2 separate regions of the Sus scrofa genome follow, and region 2 is linked to region 1. The links are chromatin contacts, called in public Hi-C maps. All regions are on one chromosome and are shown on one strand. Each heading gives the region's core, a stretch centred on a gene start, on an enhancer-like site or on the middle of the called end of the contact. The rest is flanking DNA. Distances are from core to core; before and after follow the strand shown. Region 1 has its middle 450 kb from the start of ATP23. Region 2 has its middle 330 kb from the start of LRIG3.

Evidence for each region. Hi-C and Micro-C count contacts between places; a contact is called where the count stands out from the background.
Region 2: a Hi-C map of embryonic fibroblasts shows a contact between it and region 1, with 1.5 times the contacts expected there. The contact joins two enhancer-like sites. A contact is called at or near these places in 5 of 47 Hi-C or Micro-C datasets (embryonic fibroblasts, epiblast stem cells and fibroblasts).

The regions. Positions count from the first base shown.
Region 1 is chr5:23,622,160-23,626,964 of Sscrofa11.1, forward strand. No RefSeq gene overlaps it. Among named protein-coding and RNA genes, the nearest start is that of ATP23, 450 kb to the left of the region's middle. Within about 2 kb of position 2,957, at least 8 of the 83 cell types and tissues checked have an H3K27ac peak or open chromatin away from gene starts, as enhancers often do. A contact at or near this core is called in embryonic fibroblasts, where this site is marked.
Region 2 is chr5:23,790,377-23,795,181 of Sscrofa11.1, forward strand. No RefSeq gene overlaps it. Among named protein-coding and RNA genes, the nearest start is that of LRIG3, 330 kb to the right of the region's middle. Within about 2 kb of position 2,840, at least 8 of the 83 cell types and tissues checked have an H3K27ac peak or open chromatin away from gene starts, as enhancers often do. A contact at or near this core is called in embryonic fibroblasts, where this site is marked.

The DNA of each region.
Region 1 (4,805 bases), core at 1,707-4,206:
TGGGCCTAGTTTTGAATCCCAGCTGTGTCACTTAGTGTCCTTGGGAAACCTCTTTGCTTTGAGCCTCACTTTCCTTCATACACAAAGGGGAGGTAATACTTTCATCACAGAGTATTTAGAGGCTCCAATGAAATAACATATATAAAGTACAGTGCCTGTAAATAGCAAGTACCATGTAGGTTGCGGTATTATTTCTGTTCTTCCATCCAAGGTCTTACAATTTAATCAGTAAAGAATATAAATGCTTTAATGGTATCTTAAGCAAACGAGGTTTCAAATGCAGTAAAAAGAATTTTTATTTTAGTAAAAAGCAAGGAAAGTACATAATGCATGAGGTCCTATCTTAATCGAGTCCTGATTCCAGCTTCTAGATACCTGTGAGAACAAGGGGCAAGCATTTGAACATCAGAAGCTATATCTGCATGGGGGAGCAAGAGAACAGTATGCCCAAGAATTTGGAAACCAGGGAATAAAAGCCCCTCCTGCATCTAGCAGGCCAGGACAAAGACATGAAAGTCACTTTTGAGAATGACTTGAAATGAAGTCAGCCAAGACTGGACTGTAACCTGATTAACTCTATTAAATATCTAAAGAGAGAATTTACCATTCAGAACAGCAGGCTGCCAACAGGGGAAGAACAGAAAATGGAAAGTCAGAGAGGTCTGTGCTGGCAAGTGTCCTCCTAGAACTACCCAGAGGAGAGGGAGCCTTAGTTAGGGTCTTTGAATATTTCTTTCCTATTGGCAATACTAGCTACATGGTGGGGTATCTATCTCAGGCTGTCAACCCAAAGTCACTACATAGGCAAAGCATTGAGCTGATTTATTTTGTAAAGACTCTATATTTCTCATGAAATATTATAATTTAGCTCTCCATAGGGTTTTCTTGTAGAGAAAAAGTACAGACCAGACTGAAGGTGCTACTAACCTTTCTGCTGCTTATATTTATCATTGTAAAATAAGTAGTTGGTTTTCTGGTTTATACTTCAGTCTTTTGTGAACTTAGTAGGCTGAGTCAGCCTCCTTGAGTCCAATGATCTCTAGGACTTGAGTTTGGTTTCACGCCAACACCTTGGACAGGGATGAGTTGAGCAAGACAATAACTGCCACCTGGTCCTACTTCCTGCCAGCAGGTCCACTGGTCTCCCTGGTGACTTCTTTGATGTACACCTTCTGCTCACCACACAGGGAAAGAGAAAAATCTGGAAACAGAAACCACACATTGGGTTTGAGTTTCAGATGAATGAGAGGAGATTTTCCCTGACTGAATTAAGAATCAGCTTTAAGTGAAGATGGTTTTCAGTGAAGATGAACATTCCTTTCCCCTTGCTGACCAGGAGTCTCTGGATTTTCTGAGGTATCTATTTCAAAGCCGCAAGAACTCTAATAATAATTTCAAAATACCTCAGGTTCTGCTAACACTGCATTTCCTCATAGTCTCATAGTCCCCAGTTGTCTGTCCAGTCCTTTGCAGGGTTTTCTCCTGATACTTTGCAGAGTAACCACCACTGCTGCTAACTAGCCCCTGGGCCTGCAGTCCTGTCTGCCCTGGACTCTCCATGCTGTGGCCATGACTGTCTTTCTAAAGTATCTAAACACATCTCACTCAACCTTTAAATTCTTTAGTGGCTCCCAGTTCAAGTTCCAGCTCATTAGCCAGTCTTAATAAATGCTGCAAGGTCTGTCCTTTGCTAATTGCTCCAGCTTCTTCCTTTACAATTCATACCTCTCATTCTGAAGAGATCTATCGAACTACTGTATTGAAAATATTCCACCTGTTCATTAGCCTCTTGGCCTTTGCACATACATTTTTTTTCTCCTTCCCTTTTCCTAGTTGCCTAGAAAGTCCTTAAATTTTTTTTATTGAGACATCCTTTCCTTTGAGAAATTCATTAAAAAATACTTCTCAAGCATCTTGAATATTCCAGACATTCTTCTAGGTGCTTGGGATACATCAGTGAACAAAACAGGGGAAGATCTACTTACCTTATTGGACTCTGATGGCATATTTATTTGTCCTGTCTCTACTAAACTTCAAGCTCCCTGAAGACAGGGTATGTGCCTTATTTAACACTGTATTTCCAAAGCCTAGAAGAATGCTTTGGTATATGACTAGAACTCAATAAGAAAAGTAATAGCCTTTAGAAAAAAGTCAGAAAACGTTTTTCTGCAAAGAAATAATTTTTTGTAAAGTAAATATTTAAAAATATTTGGTCCATAAAGTATGTTTTAGCCATTCAGTTCTGTTGTGATGCAGGCAGTTAGGAATGGTACGTAAGTGAAGGAGCCTGAGTGTGTTCCAGTCAAACTTAGAAAATCCCTAAAGTTTCTTCTGGGTTCACAATGTTATCTCTTTTGTTTATTGCTATACTCATAGCATCTAGAACCATGTCTTCAACATAGCAGATGCATAATGTATACTTGTTGGATGAGGAATTAAAGTGGATTTAAGGCAGTTTGGATTTGAATTCAAGCCTTTCTGACTTCAAAATCCATGATCTTTGTATATCACATCTTGTTGGTTGTTTAATTAAATACAGACATAAGGGATCAGAATTCCCAAGACACTGGGACCCACAGTGATGATCAATTAATCTAGAGTTGTCACACTTTTTCTCATCTTGAGATGCCTTGCTCAATTGGATCCCTGCCAATACTTGTTTGTTAGCCCTAAACAATGATGAGCCCCTCTTGATGGCATGTGAGGAATTCCTTAGTGAGCAGGGGGATAGAACCAGCTGGTAAACCAAATAGGAGAGTGCAAGTGAGGAAATGCCTGTGGGATAGAGATGGTGCTAAGAGGTAATTTACTTTACAGCAAGGGGGAGAGTCATAGAAACCTTCAAAAAGTGGGAGGGCCTGAAAAGGATTTTGAGTTGCTGCACATCCCATATGTCCATAGTGACGAATCAGAGTATGCAAGGGATCCGCCTAGACTATGTTACAACCTGAATTGTGGGCAGAATTAATCAGAGCTAGAATTCCTAGTTCCCAGTCATCCATGAAACCACTAGACACTCTATATTTCAGTGCATTCATTTTATTTTGATTTATTTATTTTGGCCATGGTGTGCAGTGGCTTGATGTGGGATCTCAATTCCCAGACCAGGGATTGAACCCAGACCGCAGCAGTGAAAGTGCTGAGTCCTAAACACTAGACCACCAGGGAACTCCTGTCAATGCATTTTAAACAAATATTCCTAACTTAACCATTGCATCCTTTTACTTATGTGTGTGTTTGAGTATCTTAGGTCATTATTCTCTCTCTTAGGAATCATATTTTCCCAGAAATCACTTTTTCATGTTGCTCAAGTATGCTAAAAGAGACCTCGATGGTAAAAGGTTAAGTGGAAGATGAAATAGAGTAAACCAACTGGACTTTTTGCTTTGTAAACCCTGTGGAAGTGTTGAGTCAGCTGTTTGAACTGTTAAGTAGAATTCACAGAGCCTGTTGCTCTGTAGCCTGAATCATTCCCAGTGTCTCTGGTTCCATATTGGTTTATGACCAATGACTAATGCTTCACCCATGAGTCATTAAATCCATTCTGCACTTCCCTGGTTCCCTAATCTTCTTGGAATTCATCCTTGTGTCCACTGGTCCAATGCTCTAGCTTGGTATTTGGATGACTGAACAGAAATAGCAATAAAAATGTATATGTAATATAACAGTTCAAAATGCAATTCCCTTTAGAGAAGGCATCTGAGCAAATAAAAATCCACCTAAACTGTTTCAAATCCTTTGAAATACTTGAAGCTTTCAGTTTCCTTTGCACCTTCATGAGAGGTCAACAAATACAGCAAGAGCATCTGCTGGTTCTGCACATACTTTGCTACAAAATTCAGACTTCATAAGGTAGCTCTATTTTCTAATGCTCTTGATTAACTGCACTAATGGAAGAAGGCAGAAGCATGGATAATCTAATATAGATAGCAGCTGATGAATATGTATGTGTTTGATGTTCTAGAAAACTACTTTGAAGGAAGTAGTGAAATGCCATTGATGGTTAAACTTAGGATGAGAAAATGTCCACCTTCTTGACTACCGCTCAGTTCTCTGAAATCCTTATCATTTTAAGAGCACTTATTTTCACAGAAAGAGCCAGGAATTGCCTGATAACTGTGAAAGAGTATGGCAGACTAAGTGGAAGGGAGGTGACTTGAGGTGGGGAAGGAAGGAGGTGTAAATAAGACATGGGAATATCCTATTCACAGGAGTGCGGTGGGCTCTGAGGGTGGGGAGGCCCAGAGGAGATTTAGCTGCTAATGCTGGCCAAAATTTACTTTAGCTATCCAAACATAAGATCTAAATGGCATAGCCTAGGTGGAAAGTCCACCTCAATCTGAAATAACTGCTAAGTATCCTATAAGCAGGCAGATAGAGCAAAGTGATGGAGCCTCCAGAGAGATGTGATTGATGTTCAGGAGTCGAGGCAGAAAATGTGCAGTCATCTTCTTCTGGAGGGATGGTAGAGAGAGGAGGCTAGCCTGCGTGGTTAGGGGTGAGACTGTCTAGGACAGAGTAGGGTACCAGGGTAGGAGGATGGTAAGTCATATAAGAGTGTTCATACTGGTCACAGGAGGAGCTCTTGATGCTGATGTTGGGAACCTGAGTATGAAACCAGGAGAATCATGGAAGTCTGGGTCCAGATGGGAGGGTGGTCCTGGTGTATACCTGGCACAGGATGTGGCCCACCTGGCTTTTATTTGTTCTCTTTGGAGGGACCTCTGGCATCCGCAGCCACAATTAAGGGCAGAAGATATAGACAGACAAGTGACTGTCACCTACAAAACCTGTTTTCAGGTGGC
Region 2 (4,805 bases), core at 1,590-4,089, 170 kb after region 1:
TTTCACTCATTTTCAAGGATGGATGAATAAGTAATTTTTCAAGGGAACTCTCCTGCATTGTTGGTGGAAATGAAAGTGGATACAGCCACTATGGAGATCAGTATGGCGATACCTTAGAAATCTATACATATAACTACCATATGACCCAGCAATCCCACTCTTGGGCATATATCCGGACAAAACTTTTCTTGAAAAAGACACATGCACCTGCATTTTCATTGCAGCTCTCTTCACAATAGCCAAGACATGTAAACAACCCAAATGTCCATTGACAGATGATTAGATTGGGAAGATGTGGTATATATACACAATGGAATACTACTCAGCCATAAAAAAGAACAACATGATGCCATTTGCAGCAACGTGGATGGAACTAGAGACTCTCATACTGAGTGAAGTAATTCAGAAAGAGAAAGACAAATACCATATGATACCACTTATATCCAGAATCTAACGTAAGGCACAAATGAACCTTTCCACAGAAAAGAAAATCAAGGAATTACGGAATAGACTTGTGGTTGCCAAGGGGGAGGGGGAGGGAGGGAGTGGGTTGGTTGGGAGCTTGGGGTTAATAGGTGCAAACTATTGCCTTTGGAATGGATTAGTAATGAGATCCTGCTGTGTAGCACTGAGAACTATGTCTAGTTACTTATGGAGCATGATAATGTGAGAAAATAGAATGTGTACATGTATGTATAACTGGATTACTGTGCTGTATAGTAGAAAAAAATTATATTGGGGAAATAACTATTAAAAAATAATAATAATAAAGTAATTTTTAGCACCAACCAATGTTCTGGACACTATTCTAGACCTGAGGTTCTTACTAAGAAATGCGCATGTTTTCTTCTCCCCAAGGGTCTCTACACCCTAGAAGCTGTATGATTTTGCCCTGATTCCATCTCCATGTTTTTTATTTTTTTAAGCTCAAACTCCAAACTTGAAATTCAAATTATTGCTCTTTTGTTCAAGCTATAAATGTGTAATTTTTAATAATATATTTTTAATAATATATGCTGATCACTACAAATTTGCCCACCCAACAATGTTGTAAAATAGTATGATAGTGACATGCTTAAATCAATGAGTTCTTTCAAGAGGATGTTTGATGGTATGCCAAAGGAAGTGTCATGACACTACATAGCAGGGGACAGCCACTTTTAATTTATACCCAAGTCAGGTAGTGAATTTTCCCAATGGAATAAATCAAACTTCTCTTTCTTCCCAGGATAAGAGGGAGCACCAAAGCAGACCAAAAATCTTATTCCCATGATTAAGAAAGCAGGCAACTGATGTTTCTCAGAGTATATTGAAGGGGATAACCTCCATGAAATCCAAATATAGACTGTATATTTGAAGACATTCATGAGAAGTCATTAAAGAATGAGGACTAGATACAAGGATGCAGCCATTCTAGTAAAGAATATTGCAGAAAGCATAAGAATAGCAGCATAGTTGGGACAATGTAAGGGTAAAAAAAAATGTCCCAGTAGGACCTAAAGAGGATTCTTTTCTTCTTAATAGTCAAGTTTTTCACATAAATTCCTAGTATATAGGAGCTAGAATTTGATTTAATCCTACTATAATGTTCACAGCCCATCATATTAATCTAGGGTTTTTTTTTAACTGTATAGCAAATGCATTTTAATCCCATAATATTGTCTCAGTAATTCCCTACACATGTTTTGCTTTATTCAGAGAGCCCAAGGTTAATGAATTCCTGTAGGTCGGTAGGTAGCTCTCAAACTTCAGTGTACCTCAGAATACCCTGGAGGGTTTGTTAGAACTAGATTCCTCCAGAGTTTCTGATTCAGTAAGTCTGGAGGAGAGCTTGAAATCTGATTTTATGACAAGTTCCCAGGTAATGCTAATGCTCCTGGAGCATTAACCTCAATGTGGGGACCACATTTTAAGAACTCATAGGTATATCTAGGTGCATATAGATACCTTGATCAGACAAGTTAAAGTTTAGTTGAGATTCTGGCACATAGGGTGCTTTTCAAATTCCCTCATCTTTTCTATTTCACTGTTACCATTGATATTCAAGACACATCAATCAACTGCAAAAGCCTCCAAATTAGTCTCCAGTTTCCTATCTTGCATCCCTCCAGTTTCTCCTTCAAAAGCAGCTATGGTTATCTTTTTAAAAACCTAAAGCAGACCATTTGACTCTTATGCTTAAAGTTCTTCAAATCCTTTTCATAACACTAACTTGGTAATACCAGCTTCTTGCCATGGCTTTCTAGCGCTTGCATGAACTGGGCTCAGCCCCTCTTTCCATCCTCATCCTGCCTTCCACCCTTCTCCCTCTCATTCACCAAACTCCATTCACACTGACATCCATTCAACTCCTTCAAGCACACCAAAATTTCCTTCTTGAAGACTTTTTTAAACCACTCTGCCCTTTGCTGCTCTTATCCTCTCCCCAGCTACTCTTTACTGCTGGTTCTTTCCCTTCTGCCAGGTATCAACTTAAATATCCCCTCAGAGACACTTTTTCTGATCATCCATACTTAAAGGAGATCCCTCCTTTTATCCTGGTTCTAGTTACACTCTATTATTTTCCTTTGTAGCCTTCATTCCAATTCGTAATTGCCTACTTATTTGTTCAGTTACTTGTGTACATCATTAGACTCTAAGTTGCTGAGAATGGGATCAACTTAGCACAGTGCCCCACAGAGAGCAAATATTCACTTGGTTGGATCGCAGAGGGGACAGGGGCAGGCAAGCTGGTATTGAGCGCAATGTTTATTTTCTGGGTTCAGCCACAGCCTGTAGAGGAGGGAGTCTGTCACTTGGGGCTTTTGTACTTCAATAAATGCTACTGATGCCTTTGCTCTGAGTCACAACAATTCAGTCTTTGACTGCCGAAACTGTTTGTGGCCTGCTTCAATGTGGTTGGTGACTAAACCACAAGGCTTGGTTGGCATTAGCACTCTCTTCCACCCCTGGACTATTTCAAAGGGTCTCCTGAGAGGGCTGCCCAAGGAGCTGAGGAAATGGAGAGATGGCTTTGATTGAATAATTAATCAGTGTGTGCCCCGATCAAGGGAAGAGATGGTCCTTTGGCAATCTACATTACATCAAAGACCACATTTAGAGATTGTATTTAGTTGGGGATGAATTTTTTAAAGGGGGAGTTGGAAACTGTTCAGAATTTGAGAAGTTTGTCACAGGAAGACCAGTAAATGAACTGGGGAGAAAGCCATCATCTTAAAAAAGAATGACGCTGCTCTACTTCGTCCCAAGGGGAATGATAAACTTCAGATAAAAGTTACAGGGAAGCAGATTTGGGGTCCGTATAAGGAAAAATTTTCCAAAAAATAAAGCCGATGAAAAACAGAATGGAATTAATTACTTTGTGAGGGAATGAATTCCTCTTAGTATTAGAGATGTTCAGGCAGAGATGGTGAGGAAGGCTGGGCGGAAGGAAGGAATTAACATTTATTGTGAACTAGTCCCTTTACCTATATAACTATATAGAAGAAAGCTTATTTTCTTGGTAGCAGACTGTGTCAAATCCTTGCCATCTTTTTGAGGGAGGGGATACAGTGAGAAGCCTAACTGGTTAGGAATGGTATTGAAATGCTTACACACTAGAAGAGCAGTAGATGGTTGTTGATAGCTGTTTAATAAGCTCCCCCCCCCCAATTCTATTCATGAACTGAGGCGAGAGCTCGATATTTCAAAATAATGGAAGAAAGGTGGGGGAGATTTTTGGGGTGATTGTTTTAGGAAAGAAAAAATGGGAAGTGGAGAAGATGCCAGTGAAAAATCTCTTTGAAAGAAGAGCAGGGTTGTTTAATGAGGAATTTGATGACATTTATGTTGTGGGGTCTCCAGTACAAAATCTTTTCTGCCATCTCCCTACTTAATCTTCTGCAAAATATAAATTTCTTTGCTAATGAACTATGACTTTGGCTTTTTTTTTTTTTTTTTTTTTTGAAACCAATAAAGCTGAATGTGGCCCAGAATAAGTTCAGAGCAATCATCCTGGGCCACGGAAAAATAGCCCCTTTTTAATGTACATCTGAATTAATCCTCATAGCAGCAAGATACAGGGAGCATCACTGTCTTCATTTACAGATGAGCAAAATAGGATAATGGGAAGGTAGGTCACTTTTTCTACATTACTAGATGATTCATCTGATTTTTATTACATGAGAGGCAACTTGAAGGGAATTCTTTCTTGAGATGTAAGGTTAAGTCAGACTATTTCCAGTGTCTGTCTGTCTGTCTATCTATCTATCTATCTACCTATCTATCTATCTATCTATCTATCTATCTATTTATAAATTTAGGGCTGTGCCTGTGGCATATGGAAGTTCCCAGGCTAGGGGTCTAATTGGAGCTGCAGCTATCGGTCTACACAGCCACAGCAATGTGGGATCTTAGCCACATCTGCAACCTACACTGCAGCTCACAGCAACACCAGATCCTTTAATCCACTGAGTTAGGTCAGGGATCAAACCCGCATCCTTGCGGATACTCGTCAGGCTCCTAACCTGCTGAGCCACAATGGGAACTCCTTTCCAATACCTTTTTTACCTTTTAAAATTGTATGAAGCAGAAAGGAGCAAATGAGGTCATCTCACTTCTCTGAAAATACAAGAACAAAGAGTTGCATTAGGATGCAAATTAAGATTGCAAGGTGGGGGGCCAGGTGCCATCAACAGGGCTGGCTTCACTATGTGACCAGTGCAGTCACATGGCCTTGTGCTTATAAAAACCTCACCCTTGGTTTAATGCTCTACAGTTACCATCTTGAAATTATTAATAATTTTAACTTTTGATAATTTTGGACA